Linked DNA regions of Mus musculus: all the other regions are linked to region 1. The links are chromatin contacts, called in public HiChIP or PLAC-seq, capture Hi-C and promoter capture Hi-C maps. All regions are on one chromosome and are shown on one strand. The core of a region is the stretch at or near the end of the contact, and the rest is flanking DNA. Distances in the headings are between cores, read along the strand shown. Region 1 holds the start of Crtc3 (CREB regulated transcription coactivator 3). Region 2 holds the start of Sema4b (sema domain, immunoglobulin domain (Ig), transmembrane domain (TM) and short cytoplasmic domain, (semaphorin) 4B). Region 3 overlaps Slc28a1 (solute carrier family 28 (sodium-coupled nucleoside transporter), member 1). Region 4 overlaps Slc28a1 (solute carrier family 28 (sodium-coupled nucleoside transporter), member 1). Region 5 holds the start of Vps33b (vacuolar protein sorting 33B). Region 6 overlaps Alpk3 (alpha-kinase 3). Region 7 holds the start of Alpk3 (alpha-kinase 3).

Region 1 (3,652 bases), core at 644-3,143:
CATTTAAAAATAATCTGTATATCACTCATGACCTCAGCACAAAGGATGATTTAAAGGGGGCCTCAAAATCGCATGAGCGACTGGACCAACTCTAGCTATACAGACACATAGAGCACATGTATGTGTGCATAAAGTCTGCCTTGTAACATCAACACAGGCCTTACACTAATCCATGGCTTTTACCCACACCTCTTCAATACATCCGAAGCTTGTCAGGCTCAGTCTAATCAAGGTCACAAAATGTCAAGGCCTTAGATGCCAACCTGTAAGCAGTATAACTGCTCAGGGCATAAGGACATTTTTTTCCTTGAAATTTTCAGCCTTCTATACAGAAGGCTGTATCTATCTGTATCCTGTATCTATCTCTTATCTCTCATATATTCCTTTTTTTCTTCTTCTTCCTTCAGTGCATGGAGAATGGAAGTTCAGAAAGCAGTCCACTTTGCCCTTACTGATGAGTGGTCTCGGTGTAGGGGGCTGTAACAGTGAGCCGTGTAAAGTGTATTATAGCAAGAAAGAGTTCACACTCCACTTGAGGGAAGTAACACTCAAGATTGTTTCCAAGTCTCTTAATTTTAAAGTAAGTCCGTTTAGTTTATGCTATACATTTATGTTAGTTTAGTTTATGTTAAATTTATGTTAAAAGAAAAAACTCCCAATTTAAACCCTAGCAACAGATTTTAGTTTTCTTGTTTTTGTTTTTCAATCCCAAACACTATGGTGGCCAAAATAGAATACGCTTGCACCTTGGGAAGCAGGGAAACAACCAGCTTGCAATCTGCTCACACGTCTGCTTCCAGCTGTCCACCCCCAGCATCTTCCTAGCCTCCCCCATCTGACAATGTGCCTTCAAGGCCAGCACTCAGAATCCTCAAGGCTGCCCACTCACGTTGACCCTCTGCAGTCTACACAGACACTCCTGCCGTCTCCATCCCCTGCCGTCCGCTCCAGTTGTCTAGCCTCCCAGGTGTTTGTTCCGACTCGCTCTTACTCATTCCTCTGGGTCCCTCCGCAGTCACCATCTGCGCTAGGCACCCTGTCAGTTCTCACTAAATATCTGATGCTGAGCAAATGCACCGGACCACGGAAAGCACCTCCAAGAGGCGAAGGAGGGAAAGCCACGGAATCTCAACGTGGTACCAAGGCCCCCTGCCACTCAGGGGCCAGCCGTCGATTCGCTTGTGCGTGCACCAAGTCTTCCCCTCGGGGAGGATGTGCGACCCTCCGGCCCCCGAGGCCTTCTACGCCGACAGTCAAGGGCTCGCTGGCCGTGGGTGTCCACGGAGAAGCCGCACCGCCCGAACCAGGCGTGCCTCGGTCCGGCCTCTGAGCTGCAGCTGCGTGCGATTTCCTCTCGGGGTCATCCTCCCGCTTAGGCCGCCCGGCCCCGCTGCCCGCCTCCCCGGGCTCGGCCGTTTCCAGCTCAACGCACCGAGGCCCGTCCACCGAGATAGCAAGCCGCATTCGGTGTCGCCAGGCCGGCCAGAGCCGAGGCCGCGGCCGCCCCGGCCCCACTCCCCACCCGCGGCCCCCGCCCGGCTCCGCCGCCGCCGCCTCGGCCCGGCGACCTCTTCCCCGCCGCGCGGACCCGCCCGCACCGCTCGCGCCGGCCCCGGAGCTCACCCGGGACAGGGTGAGGTCGGTCATGAGCTGCTCGAAGGCCCGCGTCTCCTCGGCCTGCCGCTGCGTGTGCAGGGCGATCTTCTCACTGAACTTCCGCGGGTTGGCGCTGCCCGAACCGGGCGAGGCGGCCATGGCGCGCGCCCGGCGCTAGCGGGCTAGGCACACGGCAGGCGCGGGGTTCCGCTGCTCGGCCCACCCGGTCTGTCCGCAGGCCGCCCAAGCCGCCGCCCGAAACCTGTCCTCCGGCGCGACCCGGCAGAGGAGCCGCCGCGGCCCCAGAGCCAGCGAGCGGCCGGGAGCGCGCCGAGGTCCGCCCCCGCGCGGCGGCTCCGCCCTCGGCGCGGCCCGCCCGGCCTCCGGGCCCCGAAGCCCGGCCTCCCAGCCGGGGAGCTCGACCTCCGGCGAGCCGACCGAGGGCTGAGCCCACGGTCCCCAGCCTGCTTCGGGACTTCTCACACCTATATCACGTCTGTAAAGTTAAGCTGCACCAATGTGTGAGAGCCGCTGGGTACCACTGCCCAGTGTGGATGTGTACATATGTATATGTGCATGCAGGCACCCACGGAGATCACACTAATCTAGGAACCAAACACGGGTCTTTGCCTCTGTAAGAGCTGTTTGTACTCTTAACTGAGCCATCTCTCCCATCCGTTCAACTTCGCTGGTAAAACAGCAAGTGGCCTCGTCAGGCTTCCCCCTTTTTAGCCCAGAAGCTGCTTCCAACATAATTGTACACCAAGATGTCCTGGAGAGTGTTGAGCATGACTGTGTTCTGTGAATTAGGACGTATTAGCGACATGAGGAGAAATACGGAAAATAACAACAACGCCCACGCACCTCATGATTAAACCATCAAAACATTTTTGCAGAGCCTGGGGACGGTGTTCAGCTGTAGAGCGCTTGTGTGACAAGCCCTAGGCCTTGGGTTTGATTCCAACACTGCAAATAAAATTTAAAAGGCATTTTGGGGCCAGCTAAATGACTCATGTGGAAGGAGATAACTGACTCCTGAGACTTGTCCTTTGGCCTCCACACTCAGGCTGTAGCAAGCACATACCTAGACACACATACACAATAAGACTTTTTAAAAATCGTTTTGCTTCATATGCTTGGAGTTTATTTAAAAAAAAAAAAAAAAGAACCCCACCTCATTCTTTGTCTCCATAAAAAGTAACTATGTTGGTAGTGATGTCTAACACTACTGTTCATTTTTTCAAAATTAACATATACTTATTATTCTGTTCTTCCTTTTATTGTGTATGATTTATTAATCCAGTTACTCTATGTGGGATAGGAAGTTTTATGTTTAAAATTTATACAAAAATGAGGCTGGGCATTATGGCAAGTGCCTGTAATCCTAGCAGTCAGGAGTTAGAGGCAGCAGGATCAGTAGTTCAAGGTCCTCCTTGGCTACATAATGAGAAGAAAGCCAGTCCAGACTGTATGATGACCTTGTCTCAAAAACAAAACCAAAAAGAATTTATAGACATGATGTGCAACTTTTGTATTTCCTGCAACTGTTTTTATATGTGTTGGTTTTTTACATTCATTCATTATTCATTTTGTGTGTGTGTGTGTGTGTGTGTGTGTGTACTCACATCCGCCAATAACTCAGGTTGGTGGCAGGCACATTTACCGACTTAGGGAGCTCACTAGTCCCTAGATTGTTTTGTTATAATTAGGCTTATGTGTCTGTTGTATTGTCCTACCCACCATGCTTTTTTTTCTTATTTTATATTTCTTGATTTTTATATGTATGTGTGTATGCTTGCATGCAATTATGTGCAGCATCTATGTATAGGGATCCTTGGTAGCCAGAAGGTGGCCTTAGTCCCCTGGAGCTGGAGTTACAGACGGTTGCTTGTGAGCTACCATCTGTACCATGTGGGTGCCGGGAACTGAACCTTGACCCTTTGCAAGAGCAGTAGGCACTCCTAACCACTGAGCCATCCCTCCAGTCCATCCATGCTTTTTCTTTACGTGTTGCCTTCTGCTTTTATGCCATACTGAGTTCATTTTCACACAGATG
Region 2 (3,652 bases), core at 718-3,217, 490 kb before region 1:
AGCCTGGTCTACAGGAGTTCCAGGACAGTCAAGACTACACGGAGAAACCTGGTATCATAAATAAAGACAGCCAGACAGATAAGATAAATGAATCTGAGGCTGGAGTGATGGCTCAGCAATAAGAGCGCTGGCTGCTCTTCTGGAGGCCCCGGGTTCAATTCCCAGCATCTTCTTTTATTTATTTATTTATTTATTTATTTATTTATTATATGTAAGTACACTGTAGCTGTCTTCAGACACTCCAGAAGAGGGAGTCAGATCTCGTTATGGATGGTTGTGAGCCACCATGTGGTTGCTGGGATTTGAACTCAGGACCTTCAGAAGAGCAGTCGGGTGCTCTTACCCACTGAGCCATCTCACCAGCCCTCCCAGCATCTTCATAACTGGAGTCAGGAACTCCAGTTCCAGGGAGTCTCAAACCCTCACACTGACAGATACATGTAAAAAAAAATTTTTTTTTTTAGACAGGATATCTCTGTGTAGCCTTGCTGTCCTGGAACTGGCTCTGTAAAACTCAAGAGATCTTCCTGCTTCTGACTCCCAGGTTGATGGGATTAAAGGCCTGGGCTACAGGCCTGACCTTGAAACAGTATTTAAAGTGCTATTTATTTCATGTGCATTGGTGTTTTGCCTGCATATATATTTTATGTTACACACACAAACACACAGGTCAGAGGTCACAGCTTGTGGAGTAGACTCTGTCTACTGTGTTTGAGAAGAGATTAACAGGAGGAAAGGAAGCAGCAGTTAGAGCAGAAACAGTACATTTCAGATGATGGGTTAACCAGTGCAATTGGACATGTGGCATATGAGAAAAGACACGAGACTGTAGAAGGATGTCAGGGTGGTGACAGTACAGGAGTTGTGGAGCATGGGGAAGTCTGGATGTAAGAAAGAAGACCTGAGACCATCCAAGAGCTTGTCTGCTCTGACTGCCACCTGCCTGTGGGGGTGGGGAGGAGAGTAGAAAGATGTGGCTCTGGAACTGCCCACATGGGCACACATGGGCAGCAGCGAGTGCAGTGTAGCTTCGACAACTGCAGAAAAGTCTGGGGGAAGTGGTTTCATTGCCACAAGAACAATGAACACATATTTTTAAGTTTTTAATTTTATCCATTCACCTAGGAAAAGCTGAAACGGGTTTCCAAAACCTTGATGTCTTTGTTGATCTCCCCCTCTTTATTTCCCTCTATTCCTTTGCTGTGGCTCCACCAAATTGACTTCAGATTGGGGTACCTGCGGGTGGATACCTCTGGCGTCTCATTCCAGCCTTAGGGAATCCTTTCCTATGCTCAGCCACGTGCTGGTTGTGGGGGGGAAGGTCTAGCCTCTTTGGCAGTGCAGTCCGTGAAATCCTAATTATCCCACTTGAACTGATTCTGCGCCGGCCCCGGGCTTCGCGTGGACAGAATTCTAAGCATGGACAACCGAGCAGAGTATCTAGATTCTAGACCATGCATAGACCTCTCGCGGAAGTAAGACTGGAAAGCTACCAGTCTCCGTCTCAGAGTCTGCACAGCTCCCAGAGCGGGGGTGGGGGTAGGTAGGGGGCATGTGGGGCAGGGTTCCCGGGAGCCGGAAGGAGGGCGGGTCCGTGCGGCTTTGCGAGCTCCTCGGTCTCCGGGCTTCAGGTCCCCAGGCTCTGCTCCGCTCCCCCTCCCCCCCAGTGCCCCAAGTCGGGTGACTCGATCCAGCGCCCCTCGTACTTCAGCGCCCAGGAAGGAGGAAGGGGAAAGAGCTGGGCAAGGACCAGCTAGGAGGCCCGCCTACCCGTCGACTTCCTGCTCCGCGCCCTCCTCCCTGCGGCGAGAGCGCGGGGCTTTCACCCGCAGCACTGGGCAGAGGGAGCCTACGGTGCGGCGGCCCACGTGACCACCTTCCCTGCCGCCCACCCCCAGGTCCAGAGGCGGAGGCCGAGGGAAGGACTCCGGGCCGAACCGCGGGGCGGGGCTCCAGCCTGCGATTCCACTTGAGCAACCTGAGCCGGAGGAGGACGCCGCTGCCTGCTGCGGTCCGAGCTCCACGCGCCGCGATGGGCCGGGCGAGCCGCTCCGCTGTCCTGCGGCGCGCGCTGCTGCTGCTGCTGCTACTGCTGCTGCTGCGGACGACGACTACGCGGGCGCTCGGCCCCCGGATCAGTGTGCCGCTGGGTAAGTGCTATGGGGCGCGGCAGAAGGAGGGGAGCGCGGGCAACGAGATGCTTGGTGGGGTGGCCACGACAAAGGAGAGGTTGAGGTCCACTAGGACCAGGAAAGCAGTTGTGGTCAAAGCGAAAGAGGAGGGAAAGCTAGGGAGCTGAGAGCCCTTTTCTTCCATTTTCTATCTGGACTTGGAGAGGGCCGCTTTCTTGCTCGGTTGCAGCTGCTCTTGCTCGGAGGGAGCACACTCGGCACTAGGGGCCTCAGGTGCCAGCCATCCTGCCTACTCATTTACTTGTCTTTGATGCTGACCAGAGTCAGCCTTGGAGCCACCAACGGCACGGGGCTGAGGGCACTGCTGCTGGCCGTGCTATAAACTCTGGGCTTATGATATTCTCAGTCAGCCACAGCAGAGCCTGGAGTTTGGCGGGTGGGTGCCAGGTCTTTCCTCCCTGCCGGCCCATCTCTGACTGATCGACCTGGAGAATTCACCCCCTACTCCAAACACAGGGACTTGGAAACTGACATTGCGAAGACCCATCTGTACCCTGTCTAGAGGGGCCTGAGGGTATCACCCTGGTGGGCCACATTCCTTTTTTGGTGGTTTACAGCTGCCCCTGGCTGCCTGTGTTTCCAATCCTCCACTCATTCTTTACTTCCCTTAGTCTGATCGCCCCTGAACCTTTTCCAGGGAACCTCAACGTTTGGAATTCTAGGGACTTAGCCCAGTAAGTACTTCCTACTGCCCGCACTCCAGCTTCCTCCCCTGCAAAGTCGCCTCAGGCTTAGATACCTTGCAAAGTCATCTTGGGAAATTCATAAAACTTGGTGCATTCGGAGGGCATCAGGCACATAGGTGCCAACAGACAATGTTTGGCCAAACCCCTCTAAATTGCAAACTGTCACTGTGAGTTAGTGCATAAATTAGAGGTTACAGACTAAAACTCTACCAGACTTCCTACTCCATATTTGCATCCCCACCCCTAAAAGCATCCCATTTGCAAAAGGATAGAATCAGCTCTTCAGTTAAGGCCCCTAACAGGATCTCAGTCCCTTATCCAAAACATTGTTGGTAGCTCAAGTTCAAATCCTGTCTCAGCCACTTAGTTCCCACATGACCTTAAGTAAACAACTTCTCTGTGCCTTGATTTCTTCATCTGTAAAATGGGATATTAGCGCCTTGCTCAAGGCGCAGCTCATTACCAGTTGCAAAGTCCTTAGGATAGGGCTTGGTACAGAAACCTCTCAGCGGGTGTTTGCTGTCATTCTTGTTATGTTAAACTCGGACCACTCCTGCATGGAACTGGGTGGTTCGCTGTGGGTGGGGATGGTTCTAGAGTTCACTGCTGCTCCTTGGGAGTTCTGTTCTTGAAGTGAGAAATGACTGAAATCGGAACCCAGGACTGATGCTCTGCCACTTTAAAACACTTACTTAGCTTGTGTGTGGGTGTAAGGGCACACGAAAACATGACGTACATGTGGAGGTCAGTGAGGTCAGAGGGCAGCTGGTGAAA
Region 3 (3,652 bases), core at 360-2,859, 460 kb after region 1:
GATGCGGGTTGTCACTCTTTTTCTTAAAAAAGCAGCAGTTTAAGAGGATCAGCAGTCTTTTCCAATTCCCAATCATCTTGGGGTTGCTCAGGAGCTCGCTTCACGTGGGAGGCGTGGATCCATGCAGAGATGCCTTCTACTTTATCAGCGGTGGGGGTGGTTAGCAGCACGATGTAGGGACCCTTGCAATGAGGCTCTAGATTTCCAGCGCGTTGTTGTCGGACAAGAACTGCGTCTCCCCCAAGGGAGACCCTCACTCAAGGCTCGGGACAACTGCGGACTCCCAAGAACTCAGGAGAGACCAAGCTTGATGCAAATCACATGAGGCTTTATTCAGGAAAGCCAGAGCTCTGGGGACAACTCGTATCCCACGCAGGGATAGAGAAGTCAACCGGAAGGGAAATGGGACCCTCCTTTTATGGGCCCTCAAGGGGGAAAAGGAGAAGGGGAAGGGAGGGGACTTCCAGATCACATGCCCCTGAGCAACCAATCAGGTAAGTTTCGATTTCCTGATCTGAGATTTACAAGGAATGGGTACGGGAGGGGTACAAGGAAGGAATCATGTGCAGGCGCAGCTGTGAGCAAAATGGCGCAGGGGTGATGCAACTCTATTGGCTAACGGCTGGTATATGGGGCAACTCAGGATTGGCTCAATCTAAAGTTTTGGGGGAAATTTTCCAAATTCAGCCCAGCAACCAAACCGCAAACGTCTGGCAGTGGGCTATAGCGGTTGGCAAGCATAGCGGATTTAAGGAATGGTCCGAGCACTCTGTACAAACATTTCCTGAAACAATGGAGCAAGTTAAACTTTTACTTTGTGCCAATAGTGATGTCCATTTAGGACACAAGTCGGGGGCTTACATGAGTTTCTACTTTATGTCAGGATCTTTCAGGTCAAGCTTACTCCTGTCTCAGGGCCTCTGGTCTTTCTGGGCGGCTGAGCCATCATCAGTCTGTGTAGTTGACTCCTTCCGGTCTCAGTTAACATTAACCCAGTGCCACACCCTCAAAGAGACCGGTGCTGATATTCCCTGACCATGAGGCTTGTTTTTCTCACCTATCTTCATAGATTCTATCACCCTCTAAAATCACAGCGTATCTATACCTCCACACACACTTCCTGCTCCCAGGAAGGCGTTCTTGTGGCTTCCAGGTATTGGTTGCTTTTCTTTTCTCTGTGATAAAGCACCCTACAGAAACAACTTAAGGAAGGAAGGAGATGCCTGTGGACCCACAGTGTAGAGGTACAGGCTATCATGGCAGAGAGGGCCTGGCGGTGTGTGTGAGGCAGCTGGTCACAATGTAGGAAGGGGTGTGCGGAAAATATGGGTGCTCAGCTTACTTGTCTGTGGGTGTAGGACTGAGGATGGGAGGGGGATGAGCGGCGACAGAGTTATGTGACCGAACCCAGCTCAGGCAGTTAGACTCTGGAGACCAGCATCAGGGCACAGATCCGAGATTATTACCCAGCACATAGGCTTAGATACAATGTTTGAGCCAATCCCAAGCCCCTAAATCCTTGGCCAATCATCTCTCACCACACTGTCACTGGGCTCCAATGAAAGTCCCGTCTGATGAGGTTACTCAGAAGAAGTGGGAGGAGTTAGGGGAAGCAGCCAACCCCTGGCCGCGGTTCCTTTTTGTTGGTTCACCGGTGTTCTACGAGCCATCTTATGTCTAATGCTGACTACAGCAGATCAGGACTTTCTGAGGAGTCTCAGGAGCCTGAGGCACCTCGCTCTCTATCCCACTTTTTCCCTCACAAGGTTGATTTCCACATCCCCTATAACGTTCTACTTTATGTTCATTCTGGAGCCCCAGCCTACGAGATAGTGTATCCACATTCAGGGTGGGTGGGTCGTCCTTCCTCAGTTACACCTCTCTGACCACACCCTTACAGATGCACTATGGAGCGTATTTCCACCATGATTCTAAGCCCAGTCACGTTGAACATGAAGATTAACCATCATACGCCCATCTCCCCGTCCTGCAAAGCAGTACCAAGAATGCTAGGGCTCCATAGCTGGATTAGATAAAGAGTAGCCCAGACTTCTACACAAGCCCCAAAGCAAATGCCCAGTGAAGGCTCAGCCCCTTTGTGCAGATCGGGCTTGCATCCCTTCCCAGGCCTCTGTTTGCTTCCCTGGAAAATAAGAGTCCTTTCTGTCTTAGGTTGTAAGCACAGAGGGGGAGGTGCCTGGGTGTGAGGAGCACGGTAAGTGTCAACACACACGGGTAGGGTAGGGTGGTGGTATGCAGGTCCTATCACAGAGGAGGGAGGACAATGGGGCCCAGAGAGGCTCAGCTGACTAGAAACCCACCCTCTGTCTCCTCTGAGATTCTTCATCAAGAACCATGACCTGTCTCAAAACAAAACAAAACAAAACAAAACAAAACAAACAAACAAAAAACCTGTGACCATCACCCAGCCGCCACCGCGGCAGCTCACTGCTTGCCTTCTGACTCTTTGTAGACTGAAGCTCCACTGCTGATCCGGCCCTATCTGGCAGATATGACACTCTCTGAAGTTCACGTTGTCATGACTGGAGGCTATGCTACTATTGCTGGCAGCCTCCTGGGCGCCTACATCTCCTTTGGGGTAGGTAGAACTTTTCTCTGCTGGGCTATGCCAAAGCCCTGAAACTGCCTTTCTGGAAGCCCCACAAGCTCCTAATCACAGCAGTCATGGGATGTCCCCTCTCTGTCTCAAAGCCCAGCTTTGCCTGAGCAAGGCAGGCTTGCTGGGCTAAACTACTTGGTTAGACCTTTTTTTTTTTTTTTTTTTTTTTTAATGGTTTTAGAGTTTTATTGTAGAAAGGCGGGGGGGGGGGGGAGAAGGTAGAAGGAGAGAGAGGCTGGCCATGGCCACTTGAAGAGAGGGGGAAGGGAGAGAGAAAAGGAGGGCTAAGAAATGTCAGAGCTTAAAGAGAGCTGGCTACACTTTTCAAATGGCCCCTGGGTCAGATTCCCAGAATTCCATTTACTAAGCTCATATTATGTATCAGGCACTATGCTGGGTGCTTTAATATCCCCGTTTTATAGATAAGCAAATTGAGGCTCAGAGAATAAATTAATGGTTAAAGCCAGGATCTGAACCCAGATCTGACTCCAAATTTCATGCTCAGTTTTCCATAGGCTTTCCCTGGGGATCTGCCCTCCTAAATGATGTATATCATAATCCTCTCATGGGCCAATCCAGTATTACAAATTGGACCCTAAATTCACATAGGCAGAGAAAAAATTTACTTGTGTGTGTGTATGTGTACACATTTTTTCTTTTTCTTTTTTTTCTTGAAATTATTTATTTATATTATTTATATTACTTTTTCTTGAAATTATTTATTTATTTTATGTATCTTACATACACTGTAGCTGTCTTCAGACACACCAAAAGAGGGCATCAGATCCCATTACAGATGGTTGTGAGCCACCATGCAGTTGCCAGGAATTGAACTCAGGATCTCTGGAAGAGCAGTCACTGCTCTTTACCACTAAGTCATCTCTCCAGCCCCAATTTCATTTTTTAAAAAGAGCTCAGGGGCTGGTGAGATGGCTCAGTGGGTAAGAGCACCTGACTGCTCTTCTGAAGGTCCAAAGTTCAAATCCCAGCAACCACATGGTGGCTTACAACCATCTGTAATGAGATCTGATG
Region 4 (3,652 bases), core at 830-3,329, 450 kb after region 1:
CCTAGGCTGTCTCCTGCTGGGACCTAGTCCAAATGATCTTCCCTCCAGGAAGTAGAATCACCCTGGGACATTTTTAGTCCTCTGCTTCTTTTTGGCCCAGAGCTCTGCACAGTCCATGTAGTGTCCTCCCCCTCCTGGCTATATCTGGTTGATTAGTCACCCTCCCACCCCTGTCCCACCCCTGCTTTGGCTCCATCTCCCTTCTAGTAACTTTCCACCCGACCCCTCAGTCCCCCCTCCTTACAGCCCAGCTCCTGCTTTCTTGCTGGGTCTGGCTGACCCAGGGTCACACTCCCTCTGCCTCTCACAATGGCGGGCTCCAGCCTCTGGCACAGGCCCCACCTGCTCAGCTAAGCAGTGTTCAACTGCTCCTCCTGAGGAGCCCCAGAGGTAAAAACAAACAAGCAAACAAACAAACAAACCAAAACCCCTTTTTATCTCCTGAGAGATTGGGGGTACCTGCCTAAGGCAGACCTTAATCCCCTCAGGTAAACAGTCCTCTTTTCAGAGATGGGGTGGGAAGAGAGCAGAGACAGGGGCAAGGCTGAAAGGAAGGACTTGGGGTGGCGGAGGAAGGAGAGCCAGCTTGCATGGGTTTGATTTCCAGGCAGGATGAAGTTGTTCCAAGGGTGTGGCACAGTGGAGACTCTGGAGCCGTGGTCCTCAGAGTGTGGGATGCTCTTATTAAAAACTATAGCCATACTGGCTCACAAACAACAGGAGTCCACTCCTTAGCGCTCTAGCAGCTGGAAGGGACAGCAGAGAGCCCCCAGGGTCATGTTCTGATCAGGAATCCCTCTTCCTGGTCACGGTCAACTCCTCTCCCATCCTCACGTGCTCGAAGACAGAGGGAGCACTTTGGGGCCTCTTGCATAAGGGGAACTGACCCCATTCATGAGGGCTTCACCTCCTGATGGCTCGTCTGAGCCTGTCACCCGGGCTTTGGTTTTATCACATCAATCTGGACAATTCCGCCTATAGCAGGGACACACACAGCCCTGAATGCAGAGAATCAAGCTTTCTCCAGAGCAGATGCCTCAGCCATCTGAGTGGTCTCTGCCCATTCTCAACTGTGTGACCTTGGATGGGTGGCCTGCACCTCAGAGCCTCAGTGTACCCCATTGCTTAAGGGGAGATAGTGATAGCCACCTCAGTTGCTTTGAGGATCAGTGAGCCAGCACATAGCAATGAGTATCTGACACACAGTAGGACTTCCTTCCAGGCACATAGTAGGAGTTAAGAGTCCTTCCTCAGTAGCACTGCCCTGAGTTACACACACTGCTTGTGTACCACCCCAGGCTCTCCAGAGGTGGTTCCTGGGCTGTGAGATCATACTTGCCACGGGGACATTATAACATAACGTACCTTAGAAAATTGGAGCCTGCCTGCCTTCCCCCTTCCCTCTATCCCTCCCCTCCTGCCCCCTCCTTTCCTCTCCCTTCTTTTCTTCTCATTTTCCTTTGTGCTTTTTTTCCTTATCTTCGTGGTGCTGCAGCTCCTGCGCCACACATGCTAGGCAGATGCTTTACCACTGAGCCATCTAGAGACCCCCTTGCTTCCCTTTCCTCCGTCACCATTCACTCCTTCTCCCCAAATGAAGCTTCCCTCTCACCAACAGCCTCCGCCTACAGTTAGAACACACTTTCCGATGCCCACTCTGCCATCCTGGACATGTCCTCCTAGCTCCAGCCTGGGGCTGTAGCCAGCCAGTTGCCCTGGAGTCCCTCACAGAGTCAACCGCGTCAGCTGAGTAGACTCACATCTGGCTTCTGGGAGAGCAGAATGACGTCACCCCCGGAGCTGTGAGCAGCTCCAGCTCCAAGCCTTAGCAAGGAGGGGTTAGAAGGCAGGAACGGAGTTTCTGAATGCAGTATCTATGCTCCCTGTCATGTGATGTCCCCAGCAGCAGGCAAGCCACAGCAATAGGTGGGAAGTGGAGCAAGTCTAGAGAGGCCTGTGGTGTTGGTGGGAAGAGGGAGGGGAAGGTCCACCGCTCTTTTCTTTCTCGTCCCCACAGCTGGGCTGTGGGAGCAGATCTTTGCTGCCACCTAGGACCATCTACTTGTTCTGAGAGATTGTGCAAGACGCTCCCTTTTCAAAATACAATAACCAGCTCCTGCCCTTCGGCCCTCCCTGCCAGCCTGGCCTCCCAGAAGTGCTGCCTGTTGGTACCATCTCTGGGTCTCTTGCTCCCTCTCAGTGTTACTTGGCTTCTGGTTTGTGTCCACATCCTCCCTCTGACACTGTTTTTACCTGGCCAGGCCTGCCCTGAGTGCCATAGTCTCTGTCTGTCTCAAGACTTGTCTTGCCAAAGTGCTGAGGCTCCCGAATATGATTGGCTGTGCCTGCATGGCCTCTGTCCTTCTCCTTTTAGCCGCTCTAACTGGTGTCCTGGGTCTCCTAGACACTATGCTCCTCTCTCTTTAGCCATGCAGGCTGCAGGGTCCTGCTCTGCACACTTCAGCGGGTTTCTGTGAGTGCTGTTTATTCTGTTGCTTCAACTGGACCTCATCACCGTTTTTTTTTCTTTTACTTTTAATTAATTAATTTTCTAGGTATGCGTTGGGGAGGTGTGTTGTGTGTGACACGATGTATACGTGGACGTCAGAGGACAATTTGTGGGAGCTGCTTCTGTCCTACCCTGTGGGGTTCTCCAGGGTAGATCTTGGGTCATCAGGCTTGGTAGCAAGCCGTTACCTGCTGAGCTATCTTGAAAGTCTCAACTGCATTTCTCATGAACCAGCTTCCAAATGCAGTCCCCACCCAGAGTTCCCTCTCAGCCCTAGACCCTTTTACCCAATGGGCAAATTAAGAAAAGGAAGGAAGGAAAAGAAAGAGAAAGAAAGAAAAAGAAAGAAAGAAGGAAGGAAGGAAGGAAGGAAGGAAGGAAGGAAGGAAGGAAGGAAGGAAGGAAGGAAGGAAAGAAAGAAAGAAAGAAAGAAAGAAAGAAAGAAAGAAAGAAAAAAAGAAAGGGAAAGGAAAGGAAAGGAAAGGAAAGGAAAGGAAAGGAAAGGAAAGGAAAGGAAAGGAAAGGAAAGGAAAACCAAATTCCTCACAGCTCTGGCATACAGGGGTGTAAGTGTTTGGGAGTAGTGCCTTCTTTGCTGTTTTAAAGGATGTATTCAGCATGTGTGTGCCTGCATATGTGTGAGAGTGCAGGCACACACATGCCACAGTATCAGTGCTGAAGTCAGAAAACAATGAGTTGGCTCCACCTTCTACCATGTGGGTCCCAGGGGTGAAACTCAGGTGGCCAGGTTGGCATCAAGCATCCTTATTGGCTGAGCCAACTAGCTAACTCCCTTTTGTGATGTTTTGTTTTTTTGAGTTTTTTTCTCTTTTCTTTTCTTTTCTTTTCTTTTCTTTTCTTTCCTTTCCTTTCCTTTCCTTTCCTTTCCTTTCCTTTCCTTTCCTTTCCTTTCCTTTCCTTTTCCTTCCTTCCTTCCTTCCTTCCTTCCTTCCTTCCTTTCTTCCTTCCTTTCTTTCTTTCTTTCTTTTTCCCCCCAAGACAGGGTTTCTCTGTCCTGGCTGTCTTGGAACTCACTCTGTAGACCAGGCTGGCCTCGAACTCAGAAATCCACCTGTCTCTGCCTCCTTAGTGCTGGGATTAAAGGCATGCACCACCACTGCCTGGCTCATGATATTTTAATAT
Region 5 (3,652 bases), core at 706-3,205, 420 kb before region 1:
ATTTTTTTGAGATAGGGTCACTATATAGCACCAGCTGTACAGCAACTATGTAGACCAGGCTGGTCCTGAAGTCACAGAGATCCTGCCTCTTGTCTACCCAGTGCTGGGTCTGGCTGTCGCCATTCTTGGTTATTCTGGATTCTTTTCACCCTTCTCCACCCCTTTCCTACCCTTTCCACCCCTGAACACTAGATAAGAGAAAAAAAGGATAGGAGAAGAAAGAGACCCCTGAATAAAATCAGGGTTCAGAAAGGGGCAACATTATCATTAGACTACTTCCTGCTGATTAGGGGTGATGAGTTCCTTGGAGCAAGTTTGATCTTCTCAGCCAGGATATCTAATTTCTTCACCCATGACTAAACAAATTGCAACCAACAACCCATCATGCCTCTTGGGGCCCTAGCATTTATACCCTCTGAAAAGACACCAGAATTCCAAATGTCACACACAAACTATCTGCAGCTGGCAAAGTCATGCCCTTGCCAGAGCACAAGGCAAATCATGGTTGATGCGAACCATCTGAAGCAGCCTCATATCCCACACCTGGGATTAGAACGAAAACGTGTTCTTATATTTCCATTAAAAAAAAAAAACCAAAATTCCAAAATTTTTACTATACCTGGCCTCAATATATTTCCTATACCTTAAGTCTCACCTCTCACATCTTTTCCTCTTTGCTAGTTATTTTTAGAAGCTGGGTCATTTGTCCCAGGTGAGTTTCTGCTTTGAGGGAGTGGGAGTTGGGGAGGCAGGGAAGGGGTTGGCCAGAGGTTGGGGTGGAGTCCTTGCTAGCTCTCCAGCTAACCTTTTGAGTCAGGGTTTTCTGATGAACCCAGAGCCAGGTGATTAGGTTAGTCTAGCTAGACAGCTTGCCTGAGGGATCCCCAGCCTCTGACTTTGGAGTGCTGAAGTTACTGAGCTGATGTCACACCCCCTTAGCATGTTTGTGGGTGCTGGGGATCCAAACTCTAGTCTCCACCCTTTCATTCACTGAGCTGTACCCCAGCTTCCCTCAACTTTCTGTGGAGACCAGAGTAGCCGAGAACTCCTGATCCCTCTCTCTGCTTCGAAGGGTTGGGTTTACAGACACCCACCAAGATGACAGACTGCCTTTGTTTTCTTTCTTTTTTAAACAACAAAGTATTATACCTCACCCTTTCTCCCATTATTTCATTTATTGATTTCCCCAGTCAGCTCCTATCTGCAATAGACAGCATGGCCTACATATTGTGACCTTGTTTCATAAACAAATTCTATGTAAACAACACTATATAGATGTGTTTCTGTGTTTTTGCTTGTTTTTGATTTTTGTTTTGGTTTTTCTAGACAGGGTTTCTCTGTGTGGTCCTGGTAGTCCAGGAGCGCACTCTGTAGGACAGGCTGGCCTCAAACTTAGAGATTCACCTTCCTCTGCCTCCCAATGGCTGGGATTAAAGGCGTGCACCACTACCAGCTGACTACTTCTGTATTTTGCCTCTTTAATTTGTACAGTTGTTTTGTAGCATGATTGTGCCACAAGCTTATTCATTTCTTCCATAATGGCCATTAACAAATCGAACTCCAATAGCCAAGGGTTACAGCTGGCAAGCCTTAACTTTCATAGTCTAACACATTCATTCCTCTTTACACTGCTCGCTTACCTTCTATTACCAGGAAGCTAAGGACTGAATAGTTGGAGACTAAATTAACAGCTGAGACTCCAGCAATCAGCGCTCTGTAGACTAGGTTTCTCTCTCTCTCTCTCTCTCTCTCTCTCACACACACACACACACACACACACACTGTGCTCTGCAGACTAGGTTTCAAACACACACACCGCTCACATTCACACAAAGTAAACCTGTGAAAAGATTCACTCCCGTTTTCAAATGTCCCTTCCCGGCCGCCGTCCCCTTCTAGTGCTCTAATCGCTAACTGGGAGACCCGGACTTCCGGGATGTCTAGGAAGTGGCTTTTCTCTGGGTAGGAGGCGGGGTTCCCCGGCACGCTGCCGAGTGTGCGGATGTCGTTGGGAATCCTGCTGACAGGCTGAGTGGACTCGGGCGGGACCAGTGACTATAGGTCTCCAAGGAGAGTCGCCTGAGCCTGTGGCCGTCCGTCCGGGAGGTGGTCGGTCATTCATCCGTCGAGTACGGCAGAGGAGCGAGGGCCCCTTGGGGGTCCTGGGATCCAGAGCCCAGGCAAGCGGGGTACCAGCCTGCAGTAACACCTTGGGCTGTCGCCGGCCTTTGCAGAACAGGGAGAATTCTGCTGCTCTCACACGGTGGCTCAGGTGACCGCTGCCATGGCTTTTCCCCATCGGCTGGACGCCCCTGAGCTTCCCGACTTCTCTATGCTCAAGAGGCTGGCTCGGGACCAGCTCATCTATCTGCTAGAACAGGTCAGTGCCTGCCGTGGCCGGCGCCTTTACTGCGTCAACAGTGTGGCCCTCAATGTGACTTCTTCCTTGCTGAGTCCCTTGGTTTTTTTTCTTTGAGCTTCTGAGACAGATCCAAAATGGGGCGGTCAACAGGAAAAACCAGAGTAGTAACAGTTGCTTGAGACCTGGCCAGAGAATAAATGGAAATTGCCAGCCTCTGTGCAAATGAAAAAGACACACTTGTGCCAGGCATCACTGGAGATGGAAATACAGTTGAAATACCTCTGTCACTAGTTACATTCCAGGAGATGCCCTATGAAATAATGACCCCTAAAGGGTGCTGGATGGTAAGTGAATTCTAGACTTCCGGAAAAGTTTAGAATAAACAACAGCTGGGGCGATCTAAGAGTTTCCTGAGATCTAGAGTTTGAAGAATAGACATGCTTTCTCTGGAGCAGGAACATCGTGCACATTCAGGCAGTTGGGCTGCTAGATGGGAAGCCTAGCAGGGAAGGACCGGTGCATGAGCAGAGGAAAGAGCTAACAGAAGTTACACTGTAGGTTGGAAATAAAGTTCAGTGGTTAGACAATTGCCCAGGCAGGGTTCTCGGTTTCATCCATTGTTCCCCATGGGAAAGAAAGGGTGGTCGTACACACCTTTAATCCCAGTGCATTCATTCCTTCACAGGCAGAGGCAGGCAGATCTCTGAGTTTGAGGCCAGCCTGATCTACAGAGTGAGTTCCAGGACAGCCAGGGCTACATAGAAAAACCCTGTCTTGAAAAACAAACAAACAACAAAAATCAAACCCAAACAAACAAATTACACAGCAGGCTGAAGACCCACACCCATTTGTAGTGTGAAGCAATGTTTGCCATAGTGGTTTGTAACGAAGAGCAATTGGACAGCAGGCTAGTTCAGAGAATACTGATTAAAGTAGTAAAAGCTTACAAAAAACTGATGGCAGTAGAAAGGAGAGAAATGATGGGGTTTGGTTGTTGGTTTTGTTTCTTTAGGTCGTACTATGTAGCCCAGGGTATCCTCTGGCAAAACCTCTGATTCAGCCTTCCCAAGTGCTAGCATTACAGGAATTTGCCAGCACACCTGACTTGTGATAGATTTATAAATTACAGTGAAAGAACATTCAGAGATATTGATTAGTTGTAAATATTGAGGAAGTACCAAAGTTGACTTAGTCTGTGTTATTAGGACAGTAGTGTTGCTACTGTCATTGTAATGGTTTGCTTATTGTTATGGTTTGCTTATTGTTCATGGAAGCCTCTCAGGTATAGGA
Region 6 (3,652 bases), core at 646-3,145, 390 kb after region 1:
GTTAAGTCTTCCTCAATAAATGTGAGCAATTTGAGTTCAGAGGAACCAGGGAAAATTCCATATCTGACAGTTAGTTCTCTTAAAACTCTAAACTCCTATTTGTCTGACTCTGAGTTTCTTTAAATTAGGAGTGACTGGAAAAGACAGTGGGTGTCCAAGTTGGGTTCCCTAGGTGAGCCTGCTAGCTGTGCAGCAGACCATAGGCTGTGAAGGGGCAGGGGAAAGCTACAGGCTCAGGTTCTATTTTGAACTCTCCCAGAGTTCATTCTCTCTCTCTCTCTCTCTTTTCCCCTCCCTCCCTCCCTCCCTCTCCCTCCCTTTCCCTCTCCCTCTCCCTCTCCCTCTCCCTCTCCCTCTCCCTCTCCCTCTCCCTCTCCCTCTCCCTCTCCCTCTCCCTCTCCCTCTCCCTCTGTTTGCGTGTGTGTTTGCATATGTGTACCATGCATGGAAGTATGTGTGGAGCTGAGTTAAGGACATAATCCTCTTGAGCTTTTGTGTATTTATATAACATAGTAACCATCACCCAGGAAGTAACCAGCACGTTACAAATAATCTTGTTTTCAAAGCCATTTGTTTTGTTTTGTTTTGTTTTGTTTTGTTTTGTTTTGTTTTTCAAGACAGGGTTTCTCTGTGCAGCCCTGGCTGTCCTGGAACTCACTTTGTAGACCAGGCTGTCCTTGAACTCAGAAATCAGCCTGCCTCTGCCTCCCAAGTGCTGGAATTAAAGGCGTGCACCACCACCGCCCAGCTTCAAAGCCACTCTTGCTATGAAGCCCTGATCCCCATTATTGGCAGAATTATGGGGTGTTCCTGTGGCTCAGGCTCAGCTGTGTAGGCCACTCCCTGTTCCCCTCCTTGTCCCAGGCCTTTGCCCCACTCCAGCCTCTCTTGGACTGCAGGCTGAGGATGTCCCTCCCGGGCAGGTCATGAGGCAGAAGACTCCAAGGCCCTGGTGGGTGAGATCATCCCACAAGATGGTGAGAGCACCTGTGCTTGCCCTAGCCACACGCACAGTGATGTAACCCAGGGCTTTAGCGCACAGTGGAAACACAGGGCTCAGTTTACAGCCAGCACAGCCCAGTTTGTTCCTGGCCCAGCCGGCTGTAGCCCTGCCTCCCCTGCTCCCCGCTGATGTTCGACTTCCCTTGCTTGCCCTTTGCCCTTCCTCATATGCCTCGGATGGGGCTCCCGTGGGTTTGTTTCCTGTTCCTTACTCCTTTGCTTGCTCCTCTGACAGGGGGTTATGGAGGAACCGCTATGCAGGCACTGGTGCAGGCGATAGAGATACGGTAGTGAACACAGGATGGCTCCTGCCCACTTGAGTCTTGGGTCTAGTAGGAGAGATGGCCAAGGAGCTAAGCTAAGGTGTGATTAGTGGCGGGAAGGGGAGGGGCTGGTGACTGGGGGTATGCACCCATGCCTTCAGTATTACTTGATCCAAGACCAAATCCCCAGCCAAGGAGCTCGCTTCTTTCTCTGGACCATAGTTCTCCATACAGTTGATGTATTCATTGGTAAATATTTACTTATTGTGGATTGCATTACCAGGCACTATTCTAGGAACTGGGGATGCAGCATTGACGAACACAGATAAGTCCCCGCTGTCACGAAGCCAATATTCGATATTCTGTGATGGGCACACTGTGACAGACAGGACACACACAAATTAACAAGCTCAGTGTGTCTCATGGCAGTGTGCTCTAGGAAGAAAGATGCAAGACGAGGGAGGACAGCAAGGCTGAGGGGAGAGAGCCACAGGCTCGCACAGGCTGTTGGAAGGCCTCTGTGAGGAGTTAGACAGGAAGCAGAGTGGCGCAGGATGTGGCCTCCTGGGCTGTTAGTGTGAGCCAGCAAGACTGAGGCGGGGGTGCGGCTCACAAATGGGAGAGGGAGATGAGATCAGGTCACTGCCACAGCGACAGGGTGCAGACTGTGTGTGCCTGTGTGAGGTGGGGCTCCTGGGGTGCTCTGAGTGTGGCTGAGAGTAGATGGATCTGAAGTCACACTCTGCTTGTGGCGTTTCCAATTGAAGAGAGGCCACGACAGGGGCAGCGAGGCCATCAAGGAAGGTCTCCCTGGGACCCAAGTGGGGCATGAAAGTGGTGGGGACTAGGATGTGACAGGAAATGGTCAGATCCTGGGTCTGCTCCCAAGGGTGAGCCTGTAGGACTATCTGACAGGGTGAGTGTGAGAAGAAAGGAAAAAGGAGGACTCGGGGCTGTGGCCTGAGCCACACTGGGGGATGGGTTGTCCCCTTACTGAGCTGTGTGTGAATAGGCTTGGGATACGGATAAGGAGTCGGATGGGTCACACCTGTGGCCTGCTAGGCCGTCAAGTGCAGATATGAAGTCAATGTACAGTCTGGAGTTGAGAGGAGAGGGCTGGACTAGAGGTTGCAACAGCAGGGGGTCCTTGCTGCTCCTTGAGCAGCTAAAGCCAGTCTAGGAAGTAGGCAGTCAGGCCTAAGGATCAACGAGCGATTTAGCAATGTGCACGTCACAGTTGACTTCGACGGACAGTTCAAGTGTAGCAGAGGAAACAGGAGTAGAGATGGAAGACAAGGCATAAAAAGCTCCACAGACGGCTTCTGCAGGCTCAGGTGCAGTGGCGCACATCTCTATCCCAGCACTCAGAGGCAGAGGCAGGCAGGGCTCTGTGAGTTCAAGGCCAGCCTAGTCTACATGGTTCCAGGACAGCAAGGCCTATATAGAAAGACCCTGTCTTAATAATAATAATAATAAGCCAAGTGATGGTGTCATGTGCCTTTAATCTCAGCACTCTGGAGGCAGAGGCAGGTGGATCCCTGTGAATTTGAAGCCAGCCTGGTCTACAGAGTGAGTTCCAGGATAGCCAGGGCTACACAGAGAAACCCAGTTTCAAAGAGACCAATAAATGAATAAATAAACAAATAAGTGAATAAATAAAAGATCTCTCTTCTAGTTGAAAGCTAAGAAGTCTCTTCCCCCTAGTTCTCATCCTTTCAGTCAGAGGGGAGAATGCTTTCTGCTTTGACAGATCCTACTTTCTGAAGCTGAGCTGAGTGACAGGGACAGTGCCTCCGGAGGGCCCGGGGCACTGGAACCGTCCAGTCTCTTCAGACAGCTCGAAGCCCTTGCCTCTGCGTCTCCTCCCACTACTTTGGATCTCACCTACTATTATTCAATCTCTTGCTTCCTTGTCAGGATACCCAGAGCCAGAGGTGACCTGGTACAAGGATGACATAGAACTGGACCGTTACTGTGGCTTGCCAAAATACGAGATCACTCATCAAGGCAACCGTCACACCCTGCAGCTGTACAGGTGAGGGAGAGGGGCCGGCATGGCTCTCTGCCCTCCCGAGGGCCCTGCGCTGGATCCTGCCATCAGACCTGGAGTCAGCTGGGTGGAAACGCCCAGGCACTCTCTGGAGTTAGAGGGCAGGGCTCTACTACTGAGTTGATCTACCTGGTGAACTGTGCTTTCTGCCAGTGTCTGGGATCTCCCCAGGCCAGGGCAGACGTGCTTCTGACAGCCACAAGTGAGTGCAACCAGAGGAGGCCCTGACCCTCAGAAACCTTTTCCATGAGGTCAGCAGCCAGGAAAAGCAACAGTGCCGTCATTACTACTCTCAGGGCTGTGTTGGTCACCTGCTTCTGAAGGGAGCTCTTCTGGG
Region 7 (3,652 bases), core at 647-3,146, 370 kb after region 1:
GCTGTGTGTATACACCGATATACATAAAATAATTCTCTCCCAAATTTTAAAGATTTTGCTTTTTCCATGGAGAGGACTTTAGAAGTTTAGAAAATATAGAGAAACAGGGACCCATGTTGAAACAGTTTAGACTAGTCCCACGGTGTGCTAAATAAATTAGCCCTTTAGGCCCTGACCCCTGTCCAGTGACTGGCTCTCTGCCTCTCCGTCTCCTTTACACTTGAGTGGCTGCATGTCTCCTGTGTTTATGCACACGCCTTCCTCCATCTGGAATAGTGCTTCCCCCATGGTCTACTTGGTGAGCACCTATTTCTAAAATCACATTTAAGCTCTATCTCCTTCCTAACCGAAACTCACCACTCGGTTTCTTTATGCTTTTATGCCCCTCTCTCTAGTTCTGCCCTTGCGTGTTGCCCCTTGCAGTGTCTTACGTATTAGTCTATCTAGTTATTTTGTAAGCCTCTTTGAGGCCTGAGATCATGTGACCCCAGTTGGTAAATATTTAAAAGCTGGTACTGAAGCTAGAGGGATCTTAAGGCATGCATCTTCAGAAGACTCAAGAACAAAGATGAATGGGGGCGTGTGCTCACAACACAACTCCTCCACCCGAGGCTCAGGGATCATTGTTGAAGAGAAAGGGGGAAGACTGTAGAAACAAGAAGTTTCGGTAACAGTGTATCTCCTAGAAATGTCAGAAATTATATACATGAAGTCTCACCAACACCTAGACATGCTGCCTAAACATGACCTGATGAGGGATGATACAAGTAACCGTGCTGTCATGGAACAGGGAAAGTTCACAGGGCCTCAAACCTAAACAAATAACTATAGGCAATTAAGGAATGCTGAGAGCCAGAGAAACAGTCTTCCCCAAGGGGAAGCAGACCAACTGGTTATCCAGTACCAAACGGTCAGCCTGAAGATATACACACACGTAACATTATACAGACTGGGCAGGTTGTGTGTGTGTGTGTGTGTGGTGTAACAACAATTAAAGAAATATTTGTAACAAGAATTAAAGAAAAAGAGGCCATGAAATTGAAATAGAGTGAGCAGGAGAGCAAAGGAGAGCTTAGAGGCAGGAAAGAAAAGAAAATATAGGGAATGCATTTTTTTTTTAAAGAGTGTTTTGGTAAGTCAGGAATGAAGGCACACACCTGTAGTCTCAGCAATTGCCTTGAAGCCAGGACTGAGAGAGAGAATAAACAAATATTTCGGTGAAGACCTTTGATTGGCCCAGGTTAGGTCTGTGGTCAGGGACAGATAAACCCACTGTGGTCACTCCCAAAAACTAAGCGCCAGGTTTAAGCTGTGCTTAGCAGCTTGCTCTGGGAACGGTGAAGGATAGAATCGTTTTTCTAAGCATTAGGACTTGGCCCATTTTCTGACCTTAGGAAATGGAGCCTGAAGGGATGGAAGAGGTTGGATTATTCTAGAAGCCTTTGATGAACCACTAATCTATGCTAGATACTGCTAAGGGTTTGGGGGAGACACACAATGTATACCCAGGAATCTTGGGCTCCTTTGGATAGAGGGAGGTCACTGATAGAGGTGACAGAGTATGTCTTAAGTAGTGGCCCACAGACCACTGGCTGGTGGCTGTCAGTGTGGCCCCTTTCAGGATCTATCTTAAGCTCTCCTCCCCTAGGAACTCTTCTCTACCCTCGTTCTACTTGTTTCTCTAAAAACTGAAAGAAAGCCAGAAGAAAGTTGTGAGGAGGCTGGGGTTCTAAGGACCCTTTCTTTCTGTCTCTGGGTCGGCATTCACGGAGTTTCTCTGCAGGCCTCCCTGGCTCCCGGGTTAGGCTGAGTAGCTGCCTAAACCGGGGGAGGGACAGCAGCAGGTGACAGCAGCCCCGGGTTATAAATAGGGGCGCGCGTCAGAGTCGGGCAGGAGCCGGGGCTGGAGGCAGGGGCTGCGGTGCCATGGGGTCGCGGAGGGCCGCGGGCCGGGGCTGGGGCCTGGGTGGTCGAGCAGGAGCTGGTGGAGATAGCGAGGACGACGGGCCGGTGTGGACGCCCGGCCCAGCCAGTCGCAGCTACTTGCTTAGCGTGCGGCCAGAGGCTAGGTGAGTCGCCCAGGGCCCTGGGTTGCCCCAGGCTGCTCTGTCCTTTGGGTGGTGGCCGGGTGTGGCCAGGCTCTCAAAAGCACTCTGAAATCTGGAGGCCTGGGTAAAACCGGGGCCCTCAAACTTTCTCAACCCTAAGGCCCTGAGGACCCTCTTGGTACCCTTTTGGTCCCTTGAGGGCCCCAGGGTTTCAAATGTGTGGCCCAAGAGGGGAAAGGCCATAGTTTGGAGTGATTTTACAGGGGCCCTTTCCTTATCTCCCTCGCCCACACCAAGCTAACCCCAGGGCTGAATTCCACAGTTAGTGATAAGGGGATCCAGAGTGGCTGAAATTCCTCAGGCTTCAAAGGAGGGGACTGCTGGTTGATGGGTGTGGGGGGAGCCATTAGAGGCTGTTTAGCTTAGAGTCCGAGATCGGCCTTGTGATAACTGAAGTTCCTCCCCTGGGCCTAGGGCTTTGGCCTTCCTGCACTGTGTTGTGTCTGGTTGAGAGGAAGGTGCCAGGAGGTGGCTGTTTGTTGGCCTTGTCTGGGGATCTAGGGAGGATCTGTGGCTTGAAGCTCAGAAGGAGTCAATTGCCCTGCCCAGTGGGACCCAGTAGGGGTTGAACTGGCACAGGAGGGGTGGGACTGGTGAACCCTTTATTGGCCTTGCAGAAAGAGACATTGGAAGGCTTTGTTTTAGGAGCTAGGTTATCCCTAGTTGCAAAGGATACACAGACACTAGGCAAGCCTTGCAAAAGACACTCTAAGAACAAGATGCAGACACCCAAGAACAAGTGCATCGCCCTGGAGACACGGAGACAGGAACTTCCTGCCCCTTGTGGGCAGCTCAGCTTCCCTCTGCTCCTGAGCCCATTTTCCAAAAGGAAATGTAACAGGGTGGGCCTTGGAGTAGGCTGTTACTTCTTAGCACCAAAATTTAGCTTGCGTAACTTGCTTCTCTGAGACACTATTTACAGACTTCTGCTCTCCGCTCAGAGAGAGAGAGAGAGAGAGAGAGAGAGAGAATAAATACATACAGGCTCGAAGGACAGTCAGGAAAAGAAGCCCTGGGCACTTCCTGGATCGTCAGAGTCCTATTGACCTTGGAGTTGGAAAAGTTCAAATGTAACCGGAACCTGTTTCTGCATAAAACTCGGCAAATGGTGTCACGTGTTTGGGGTAGGACTGAGGGCCGGTACTGTGACTAAGTCAAACTCACCCAGGCTCCTGGGTTGCTGGGGGTTGTGGTAGGGCACCATTTCCCCAGTTGTTGGCTCTGTGGAATGCTGCAAGGAAATGTGGACATTTATTGTGCTCCTTAGTGAAGCAGCCTGCCCTGTGAGAGCCTCGTGCTTCTCACTTGTCACTGTGACTTATCGCTTATCTCACTAGGCTAAGTGATTTATCTGGGTATCACTTCTTTCTGCATCTGGCCTTTGTCAATAGCAGTGAACAAAGAGAAGAAAAGGAAGCAGGATTCTTCTTGGAGATGTTGCAGTGGAGGAAGGGAAGAAAGGATGCTTTGAAAGCCAGGCAGAGGGGAGTGAGTTCGGAGCTGTTAGGAACAAGGCTGGAGGCTTGGACCTGGGGATGTTTCCT

The links. Promoter capture Hi-C pulls out the DNA fragments that hold promoters and counts their contacts. HiChIP or PLAC-seq counts read pairs in DNA pulled down with a chosen protein or histone mark. Capture Hi-C pulls out chosen DNA fragments and counts their contacts.
Region 2: a contact with region 1 is called in a promoter capture Hi-C map of adipose tissue. The contact joins the promoter of Sema4b here to the promoter of Crtc3 in region 1. A contact is called at or near these places in 4 of 39 promoter capture datasets (liver, neutrophils and pre-B cells), 1 of 484 Hi-C or Micro-C datasets (embryonic stem cells), 1 of 115 datasets of contacts at active chromatin or transcription factors (pancreatic cancer cells) and 2 of 9 other capture datasets (adipose tissue and liver).
Region 3: a contact with region 1 is called in a promoter capture Hi-C map of embryonic stem cells, with 5 times the contacts expected there. The contact joins the enhancer-like site here to the promoter of Crtc3 in region 1. A contact is called at or near these places in 7 of 39 promoter capture datasets (the 3T3-L1 cell line, embryonic stem cells, hippocampal neurons and 3 more), 8 of 115 datasets of contacts at active chromatin or transcription factors (the SCID.adh cell line, embryonic forebrain, embryonic stem cells and 5 more) and 1 of 9 other capture datasets (adipose tissue).
Region 4: a promoter capture Hi-C map of liver shows a contact between it and region 1, with 2.8 times the contacts expected there. The contact joins the enhancer-like site here to the promoter of Crtc3 in region 1. A contact is called at or near these places in 5 of 39 promoter capture datasets (the 3T3-L1 cell line, liver, maxillary cranial neural crest and 2 more) and 2 of 115 datasets of contacts at active chromatin or transcription factors (epiblast stem cells and extraembryonic endoderm stem cells).
Region 5: a promoter capture Hi-C map of liver shows a contact between it and region 1, with 5 times the contacts expected there. The contact joins the promoter of Vps33b here to the promoter of Crtc3 in region 1. A contact is called at or near these places in 8 of 39 promoter capture datasets (the 3T3-L1 cell line, HPC-7-derived erythroid cells, hematopoietic stem and progenitor cells and 3 more), 2 of 115 datasets of contacts at active chromatin or transcription factors (bone marrow-derived macrophages and extraembryonic endoderm stem cells) and 4 of 9 other capture datasets (adipose tissue, liver, macrophages and 1 more).
Region 6: an H3K27ac HiChIP or PLAC-seq map of T-cell acute lymphoblastic leukemia shows a contact between it and region 1, with 4 times the contacts expected there. The contact joins the enhancer-like site here to the promoter of Crtc3 in region 1. A contact is called at or near these places in 1 of 39 promoter capture datasets (pre-B cells), 3 of 115 datasets of contacts at active chromatin or transcription factors (T-cell acute lymphoblastic leukemia, extraembryonic endoderm stem cells and large pre-B cells) and 2 of 9 other capture datasets (adipose tissue and liver).
Region 7: a capture Hi-C map of embryonic stem cells shows a contact between it and region 1, with 2.7 times the contacts expected there. The contact joins the promoter of Alpk3 here to the promoter of Crtc3 in region 1. A contact is called at or near these places in 3 of 39 promoter capture datasets (embryonic stem cells, liver and stem cell-derived epiblast-like cells), 1 of 484 Hi-C or Micro-C datasets (embryonic stem cells), 2 of 115 datasets of contacts at active chromatin or transcription factors (astrocytes and extraembryonic endoderm stem cells) and 5 of 9 other capture datasets (adipose tissue, embryonic stem cells, liver and 2 more).

Annotation. Positions count from the first base shown.
Region 1 is chr7:80,686,984-80,690,635 of GRCm38.p6, forward strand. It overlaps Crtc3 (CREB regulated transcription coactivator 3), which reads right to left and starts at 1,894. Exons shown (of 15, transcript NM_173863.2): 1 at 1,624-1,894. The coding sequence starts at 1,755.
Region 2 is chr7:80,196,621-80,200,272 of GRCm38.p6, forward strand. Sema4b (sema domain, immunoglobulin domain (Ig), transmembrane domain (TM) and short cytoplasmic domain, (semaphorin) 4B) reads left to right here and starts at 1,968. Exons shown (of 14, transcript NM_001360135.2): 1 at 1,968-2,150. The coding sequence starts at 2,033.
Region 3 is chr7:81,150,927-81,154,578 of GRCm38.p6, forward strand. It overlaps Slc28a1 (solute carrier family 28 (sodium-coupled nucleoside transporter), member 1), which reads left to right. Exons shown (of 18, transcript NM_001004184.3): 11 at 2,474-2,599. Among named protein-coding and RNA genes, the nearest start is that of Slc28a1, 38 kb to the left of the region's middle. Within about 2 kb of position 1,610, at least 17 of the 459 cell types and tissues checked have an H3K27ac peak or open chromatin away from gene starts, as enhancers often do. A contact at or near this core is called in embryonic stem cells and extraembryonic endoderm stem cells, where this site is marked.
Region 4 is chr7:81,132,927-81,136,578 of GRCm38.p6, forward strand. All of the region lies in intron 8 of Slc28a1 (solute carrier family 28 (sodium-coupled nucleoside transporter), member 1), which reads left to right. Among named protein-coding and RNA genes, the nearest start is that of Slc28a1, 20 kb to the left of the region's middle. Within about 2 kb of position 2,080, at least 180 of the 459 cell types and tissues checked have an H3K27ac peak or open chromatin away from gene starts, as enhancers often do. A contact at or near this core is called in liver and second pharyngeal arch cranial neural crest, where this site is marked.
Region 5 is chr7:80,267,700-80,271,351 of GRCm38.p6, forward strand. Vps33b (vacuolar protein sorting 33B) reads left to right here and starts at 1,956. Exons shown (of 23, transcript NM_178070.4): 1 at 1,956-2,380. The coding sequence starts at 2,285.
Region 6 is chr7:81,073,691-81,077,342 of GRCm38.p6, forward strand. Alpk3 (alpha-kinase 3) reads left to right here. Exons shown (of 14, transcript NM_054085.2): 4 at 3,183-3,300. Among named protein-coding and RNA genes, the nearest start is that of Alpk3, 18 kb to the left of the region's middle. Within about 2 kb of position 1,896, at least 100 of the 459 cell types and tissues checked have an H3K27ac peak or open chromatin away from gene starts, as enhancers often do. A contact at or near this core is called in T-cell acute lymphoblastic leukemia, adipose tissue, liver and 1 more, where this site is marked.
Region 7 is chr7:81,055,704-81,059,355 of GRCm38.p6, forward strand. It overlaps Alpk3 (alpha-kinase 3), which reads left to right and starts at 1,897. Exons shown (of 14, transcript NM_054085.2): 1 at 1,897-2,069. The coding sequence starts at 1,927.